2 separate regions of the Sus scrofa genome follow, and region 2 is linked to region 1. Evidence: chromatin contacts called from public Hi-C data. All regions are on one chromosome and are shown on one strand. The core of a region is the stretch at or near the end of the contact, and the rest is flanking DNA. Distances in the headings are between cores, read along the strand shown. Region 1 has its middle 680 kb from the start of GATA3. Region 2 holds the start of GATA3 (GATA binding protein 3).

Evidence for each region. A called contact is a pair of places that touch in the nucleus more often than the background predicts.
Region 2: a Hi-C map of omental adipose tissue shows a contact between it and region 1, with 1.9 times the contacts expected there. The contact joins the promoter of GATA3 here to the enhancer-like site in region 1. A contact is called at or near these places in 1 of 5 promoter capture datasets (fetal liver) and 5 of 47 Hi-C or Micro-C datasets (embryonic fibroblasts, heart right ventricle, omental adipose tissue and 2 more).

Annotation. Positions count from the first base shown.
Region 1 is chr10:62,705,252-62,708,705 of Sscrofa11.1, forward strand. No RefSeq gene overlaps it. Among named protein-coding and RNA genes, the nearest start is that of GATA3, 680 kb to the right of the region's middle. Within about 2 kb of position 2,105, at least 2 of the 83 cell types and tissues checked have an H3K27ac peak or open chromatin away from gene starts, as enhancers often do. A contact at or near this core is called in omental adipose tissue, where this site is marked.
Region 2 is chr10:63,386,544-63,389,932 of Sscrofa11.1, forward strand. It overlaps GATA3 (GATA binding protein 3), which reads right to left and starts at 1,420. Exons shown (of 5, transcript NM_001044567.1): 1 at 1,047-1,420. The coding sequence starts at 1,287.

The DNA of each region.
Region 1 (3,454 bases), core at 855-3,354:
GTTAAAACTCGCAAATGTGTGGTTCCACCTCTCCAAGACTGTAGCCCTAATGGCTTATTACTCTCAAGTTAATTCATATTTAACTGCTAGCAATTTGTCAAAATTATTAATTGTTCCTATTATCATATGGCTGCAGTGGCTTCCACTACAAATAAACAGATGTCCACTGTAACACTGTAGAAGCACCTGTTACTCCATATTTCCAAGAATCAATTCGCTCTGAGACTTCAATTCTCTGATGGGTCTAAGAAATGCCCTTGACTTTCAGTTCATTCAGCTTTTTCTTCTTGTAAGAAAGAGAATGGCAGCTTTCAAGCTCTTTACTTATCAGAGCTGAAACCAGAAGTCAGAATTTGACATATTAAAAATACAATTTAGGGTATTCCCTTCATGGCTTAGCAGTAACAGACCTGACTAGTATCCATGAGGATGCAGGTTCGATCCCTGGCCTCGCTCAGTGGGTTAAGGATCCAGCATTGCTGTGAGCTGTGGTGTAGGCCACAGACATGGCTTGGACCCTATGTTGCTGTGGCTGTGGTGTAGGCCAGCAGCTGCAGCTCCAATTCGACCCCTAGGCTGGGAACATCCATGTGCTGCAGGTGCAGCCCTAAAAAGCAAAACAAAACAAAACAAAACAAAAACAAAAGAGAGAGAGAGAGAATACAATTTAGAAAATAATAAAAATATATGAAATCCTTGGGAATAAATCTGACAGAAGATGTGAAATGCCCATGTACTAAAAACAATAAAACATTGTTGCATAACATTGAGGAACACTAACATATTAAAAGCCAAACATTCTATTCATATGCCAGAAAACCGAATATTCTTTAGATTTAATTCTCAACAAATTGATCTATAAATTCAATACAAACCTAATTTAAAACCCAGAAGGTTCTTTTTTAAATAGAAATTGACAAGCTAATTCTAAAATTCATATGGAAATGACCTAGAAGAGGCAAAGCAACTTTGAATATGAATAAAGTTGGAGAAATACCAATACTGAATTTCAAAACCTATTTTAAAGTTCCAGTAATCAAGATGTTGTACCGGTTTTAAAACAGACTGCTAGATCAGGGAACAGAGTGTGGAGTGTGGAACAGAGCCCAAAACTAGACCCATACATGTAAGGACAGCTTATTTTTCACAGCCATGTCAAGGCAATTGAGTGAAGAAACACAGTTTCTCAACAAATGGTATTGGAACAATTCTTGTGCCAAAACAAAAACAAATACAAAAAAAAAAAAGATGAATTTGACCATAACCACCATCTTTCTCCATAACTTTTTCATCATCTCAAACAGAACCTTTGTACCCATTAAACAAACAGTAACTCCCCATTTTCCTCTACCCCATCCCTACTAATCTCTATTCTACACTGTGACTCTAGGGATTTGACTCTTCAAAGTATTACATATAATTGTAAACACACGGTATTTCTCCTTTGGTGTCTGGCTTATTTTATTTACAGTAGTGTAATAAATCTCTTGATGTTTGTCTCCTACTGGTTCTGCTTTTCTGATTGAACCCTAAACAATAGGTATAAATGTAGGTACAGAATAGCCCTAGCATATATAGCTCTATCTGTATCTATGTATAGAATACTCAAAAATAAACTAATTCATTCAAAACACAGCTTTCCCTGATGAGCCCATTTCATTACAGCCTTTCTAGGCAGAGTCAGTGGCTCCCTTTTTGCCTCTCCATGCTCCTTAGACAAGTTCTGTTATAGTAGCTGTTGGTGTACAAATCCCTCTTCCCTGTTTGATTGTGAATCCTTTGGTCTTATTCATCCTGACTCTCCAAGAACCTAACAAATCCTTATTTAAAATTAATTAATACAAATTAATGTGTAAAAGTAAGTGACTCAGCACATCAGTATCTCCTCTCTCACGGGGGCTTTGACATTTATTTTCTTTATTTTTGTAAAGACAACTGTCTGAATGCAAGCTCCAAGATAATCATTTGTTTCTGCATGACAGTCATAATCTTTATTTTAAAAAGATCACTCAGAATTCAAATTATCTATGCTACTTGGCTACAGTTACTTACCAATTCTGAGCTGAAGCACACAGTGTTCTCAAAACACCTGTTTAGCGTTCACTCCAAAAATACACACACCATTGCACATTGCCAAGGACTTGCTACAACATAAATTTTAGAACATTCCTGTACTTCTTCCAGATCACTGTGTAATTCTTACTTTGCCTTTGAACTTTGCCACAGCAATGCAATCTGAAGTCTTCAAAACCATTTAGACCTTAGTGGTGAAAACTGGGAATAGCCCAGAGGCATTTTGTACCACCAAATAAACATGCTTCTTATTGGGCTCTGTATTTAATCTTCAGGAGATGGCAGATTAGACATGCAGAGGAGCTGCAGCACCTGAGCTCAACAGCAGGTTCAGTTGCTGGAGCTGTGACCGTCCGTTGGTAAATGTTTATGCTCCATACTCTCATCACAGTTGAAATAGTCCAGATTTTGTATTGCTTTAAACTAGAAAACCTTTGCCTCAGGGCCTAGGTGATTTTACTTGTCAAATTAATGTCTAGAGAATACTAGGAAGAAAATTTTATTTGTGATGAATTTGGCTTTCTGTGTCTCTTCTTCAGAACTAATAATGAGTAAAATCATAGTCTTTATAGTCTGTATGACATTGAAATACAAATGGCAGCACCGTAAACTTTTTGTACTTTATTTCTATTTCTCTTTCATGCAGGCCCAGTTCTTCCCAGAGGGTGTGTGTGTGTGTGTGTGTGTGTGTGTGTGTGTGTGCGTGTGTGTGTGTTATTATTGTGCTTGTTTGCTGAACTGAGACACAAATTCTCTGAACTAGGTAGATAGCCATATGGAAAACAATAGGAATTTTCTACATTGCATTTGAAAAAGTAAAAACCCAGCAGAGTATATTTCTTATATAAGAAAAGTTGGTCAGATCTCTGTCATCAGTGTCACATCTGAAAATCCCAGTAATTGCCCTAGCAGGTCTTAGCAGAAGAACACAACCAAAGAGTAGTAGGTACTGAGTATCACAAAAGGACATCCACATAGATTATGTTACATTTTATAATTAAATTTTTCTTTATTGTCTTTCGAAATAGTTTCCAAGTTTATTTATTTAAATTCCTCCTAACACACCATTTAAAACTGCTGTCATTGTCACTTGTTCCTGTCAGGATAATGACAGTTGTCTCACTGAGACTCATGTGGTTTCTATGCTTTTTTTTTTTTTCATCTGAAAAAAAATCTACAAATAACTCAGGTTAATGTTTTGGGTTGTATGAATGTATTGTGTGTGTCTGTGTGTGGAGGGTGTGACAGTGAGGATTTATTTTTGTTCACATCACAAAATGACTCACTGAGATCATTGAAAGTTTAAAGATTGATAATGTTTAAAGTTTGATAATGTTATAAAAGATGAAGTCCCTATTTTCGTTAGTGCTAGGTAATTGCT
Region 2 (3,389 bases), core at 170-2,669, 680 kb after region 1:
GGAGGGGAACTGGAGCAGACCTGCCAGAGAGCCCCTCATACTTCCTCCACCTGAAACGTTGCTATGTCTTCTAGGGAAACACACTTGGAGCTGGAAACCTTGTCTCCCAACTACATAGGGCCAGGTTTCTCTTTACCACTCCAGAACTGCAAACTTCTCACCGAGAAAGAGAAAGGGAAAAAAGAAAGAAAAGAAAAGGCAACTAGAATCCCTCCTGCCTAGAAAGAAACCCTAATGGATCCTAAATCTTTGGGGGGAGCCCAGGGGCGCTGGGGTAGGCCCGAGGACAGCTGGGCGAGAGTTGCCGGAGCACAGCAATGAGGCCGCGGAAAAGCAGAGACGCAGGGAATTCTCTGCAACCGGGAATCCAGGGAACCCCAGTGTCACAAACTTAAGACGGTGGTCTTTCCCCCCAACCCCCGTCAAGCACCAGACTTCTTTTCCTTAGAGCCACAAGGTGGAAAAGCTGCCTAGAAACCAAATGCTCTGGCTTTGGAGGAAGGTCAGGACACCGGGTTGCGACTAAGTGCGTCTCTCTGGCCTTTCTGGAAATGTGCCGGAGCAGCACACCCAGGCGCGCCGGCAGAAGCCCCCGAGAGAGAGCTACGGGGTAACTGGGGAAGCGAAGCCCCTCAAAGAACCCAGCCCGAGCCAGGTTTGGCCGGCGCCGGATGCTCGGCCCGGGGAGCGGTGGCCGGCGGAGGCAGAGGCTCGGCTCCCTGCGCCTGGGACCTCGGAGGCCCCCAAACCTGCGGCCGCGCCGGGAGAGAGGGCTGCAGCGCGGCGCCCGCCAGGTGAGCGCCAGGCCCCCGGGGACTGCAGGCGCGGAGAGCCGCCTGCTGCGGCTGTTTTGAAAAACACACTCTCGCGACGATCGAGACGCCTTCCTCGCCCATTTCCGGGCCCCAAATTTTTTAATGATGCAGAAACGGCGCTTGGGGGCTTTGGCTGCTTCTGTCTCCCCACCCCCTGGTCCCTCCCTGCCTTCCCGACCTGGGAGAGCGGGGACAGCTGGGCGGGGGTCCCCGCACCCGGGGCGAACTCACCGTGGTGGGTCGGAGGGTACCTCTGCACGGTGGCCCTCACCGAGTTTCCGTAGTAGGACGGGACGTGGTTGCCTTGACCGTCGATGTTAAAAAGTACATCCACCTCCTCGGGCAAGGGGTACTGCGCCGGGTCCATGTAGGAGTGGCCGAGGCCCGGGTGGTGCGTGTCCGGGTGCTGCCCGTTGAGGACCGCGGGGTGGTGGTGGCTCACCCAACGCGGCTGGTCCGCCGTCACCTCCATGGCCCAGGCTGCGCTCGCGCCCTCTCGCCGGGCCCGGAACCCGCGCGCGGAGAGGGAGGGCGGTCCGGGGGGCTCCGCGGCTCTGCAGGTGCTCCTGCCGTCGGAGGAGCAGGGGTCGTTCAAGGATTTGTTTTCAGTGGGGGAATGGGAAAGCTAGGAAGAAAGGTGAGCAAATGAGATTTCAAAAAAAAAAAAATCTTTGAGGGGTAGTTTAGCAAAGAGAAGAAGACGGAGAAAAAAGAAATTCCAAAAAAATAGGTAGGAAAGGATAAAAGGGGCCCGAAGTGCAAAAGGAGGCGAGGGCTGGCTGGGATTCTGCGCGTGAGGCTCCTCGGCCGTTCCGAGACTGAGTCTCTCCTGGGTCACCTGCAAAGGAAAGGAGAGACCTGGATGAGGTCCTGAGTACTTAGCACCTGAGTTTACGAAGTGGCACCACCTACCCTCGAGCCGCCCGGCCCCGCGCCCGCGCCCCCAGGTCACGCGCACACGCGCACGCCTCCTCCGGAGCCAGGAGCACCGGGAGACCGCCGAGAGGGAGCGACTCCCGAGTACATCCCCAGCTGCCCGGCTCTCCCGGGAGCCCGGGACTGAGTGAGCGGCTCCAACTAGGACGACAGCTCCCTCCCTCCGGGGATCCAGGTCCCTGGACCTACTTTCCAGCCCTTAGAAACTCTCCAAAAGAGGAGAGTTGAGGTTGGGTTTTTTGGGGTTTTTTTTTTTTAATGTTTTAAAGTCCTTCCATATGGAGAGAGAAAACAAATCAAACTTTAAAAAAAAAAAAGTCGCAAGTACCAACCTGGGTAGCGAGGAGCAGAGAGGAGAAGGAGGCGTGTGACCTGGGCGAGCAGAAACTGCTCGGTCAGATTGCGTGGCTCGCTCTGTCTCGCGCTCTCTCCGTCTCTCTCTCTTTTCCTCCCTCTCTCTCTCCCTCTCTCTCAGTATTTTTTTTTTTTTTTTTTTTTTTTTTTTTTTTACAGGGAATGCATTCTTTCTGAAAGTATCAAGACGGCGCCAGGCAGCTCAGTGTTCGCAGACAGCTGTGGCGCGACGGAACTTAAGGAGGTTCTAGTGTCATCTGCGCCGACGGGGGAGGAGCCTGGCGCTGGCGAGGAGGGGACAGGATCACAAGCACAAGGAAACTGCAACCCAAACCCGCTCAGGACTTCACCACCACCACCCCCTCCGCGCACCCCCGCCTCTCCCCCCGCCCCTCCACTGACCGGAAAGGGGCGCCGCAGAGGGCGGCTCGGGCGGAGGGGCAGCGGGGCGGGTGGGCGAGGCGGCCCGGGGTTTGAGGTGGAGGGGGCGGGCAGGAGGGAATTCGCGCTCTGGCCCTTTAAATGTGGCTCCCGCTCCTGCCAATTCATCCGGCTGGGTAGATTATTCCGTACCGAGGAAACCGGCCTGCCCCATTCATAAAGTTTATTTCTACAGGCAGCCTTTCTTTTTCTGACTTTTTAAATGAGCAAACATTTTTTCGGTATTCAGTCCTGGGTATTGACTGGTTTATTGATGTGGGGTCTCTGGGATCCGTAAAATGATCAGGGGGAAAAAATGTAACGTCAAAGTTCTCGGAGATGTGCTTCTTTCGGGAATTGCTTAAGAGAGCGAGGAATGGGGGGCGGGGCCTGCCTTTGATTGAAACGTCCACGTTACTTTGGTGGTCGTGGTCAACATTCTCCCAACCTCTCGCGTTAGAAGCCTCTCGATGAAAGTTTCAGCTGTTGCAGCTGTCCTTTCCAGACCTAATATTTGTAATCGATGTGTGCTTTTGACTTGAGCGACAACAGTGAAGGATGAAAAGGAGAGGGGGCGACTCCGGCTCCCCAGGAACAGGGAGAGTGGCCGGAGAGAAAGCACTCGGGTCTTCACTCCGGTTACCCAACTTTTTCCCTACTCCCCGCCCGGCGCCCTACTTTGGCTCCCGGCGTTTTTCCCCAGCCCCCTCCTCCTCCTCCGACCCCCCACCCCAGCCGCGGGGCAGGACAGCAGCAACCTCCCCGGGGCCCCGCAGCCCGCGGGACTCGCTGAGTCCGGCTGGGCAGCCCCCGGCGGAGGGAGCTGGGCTCTGAGACGCTCCGAGGAGGGGGCGGGGCATACGG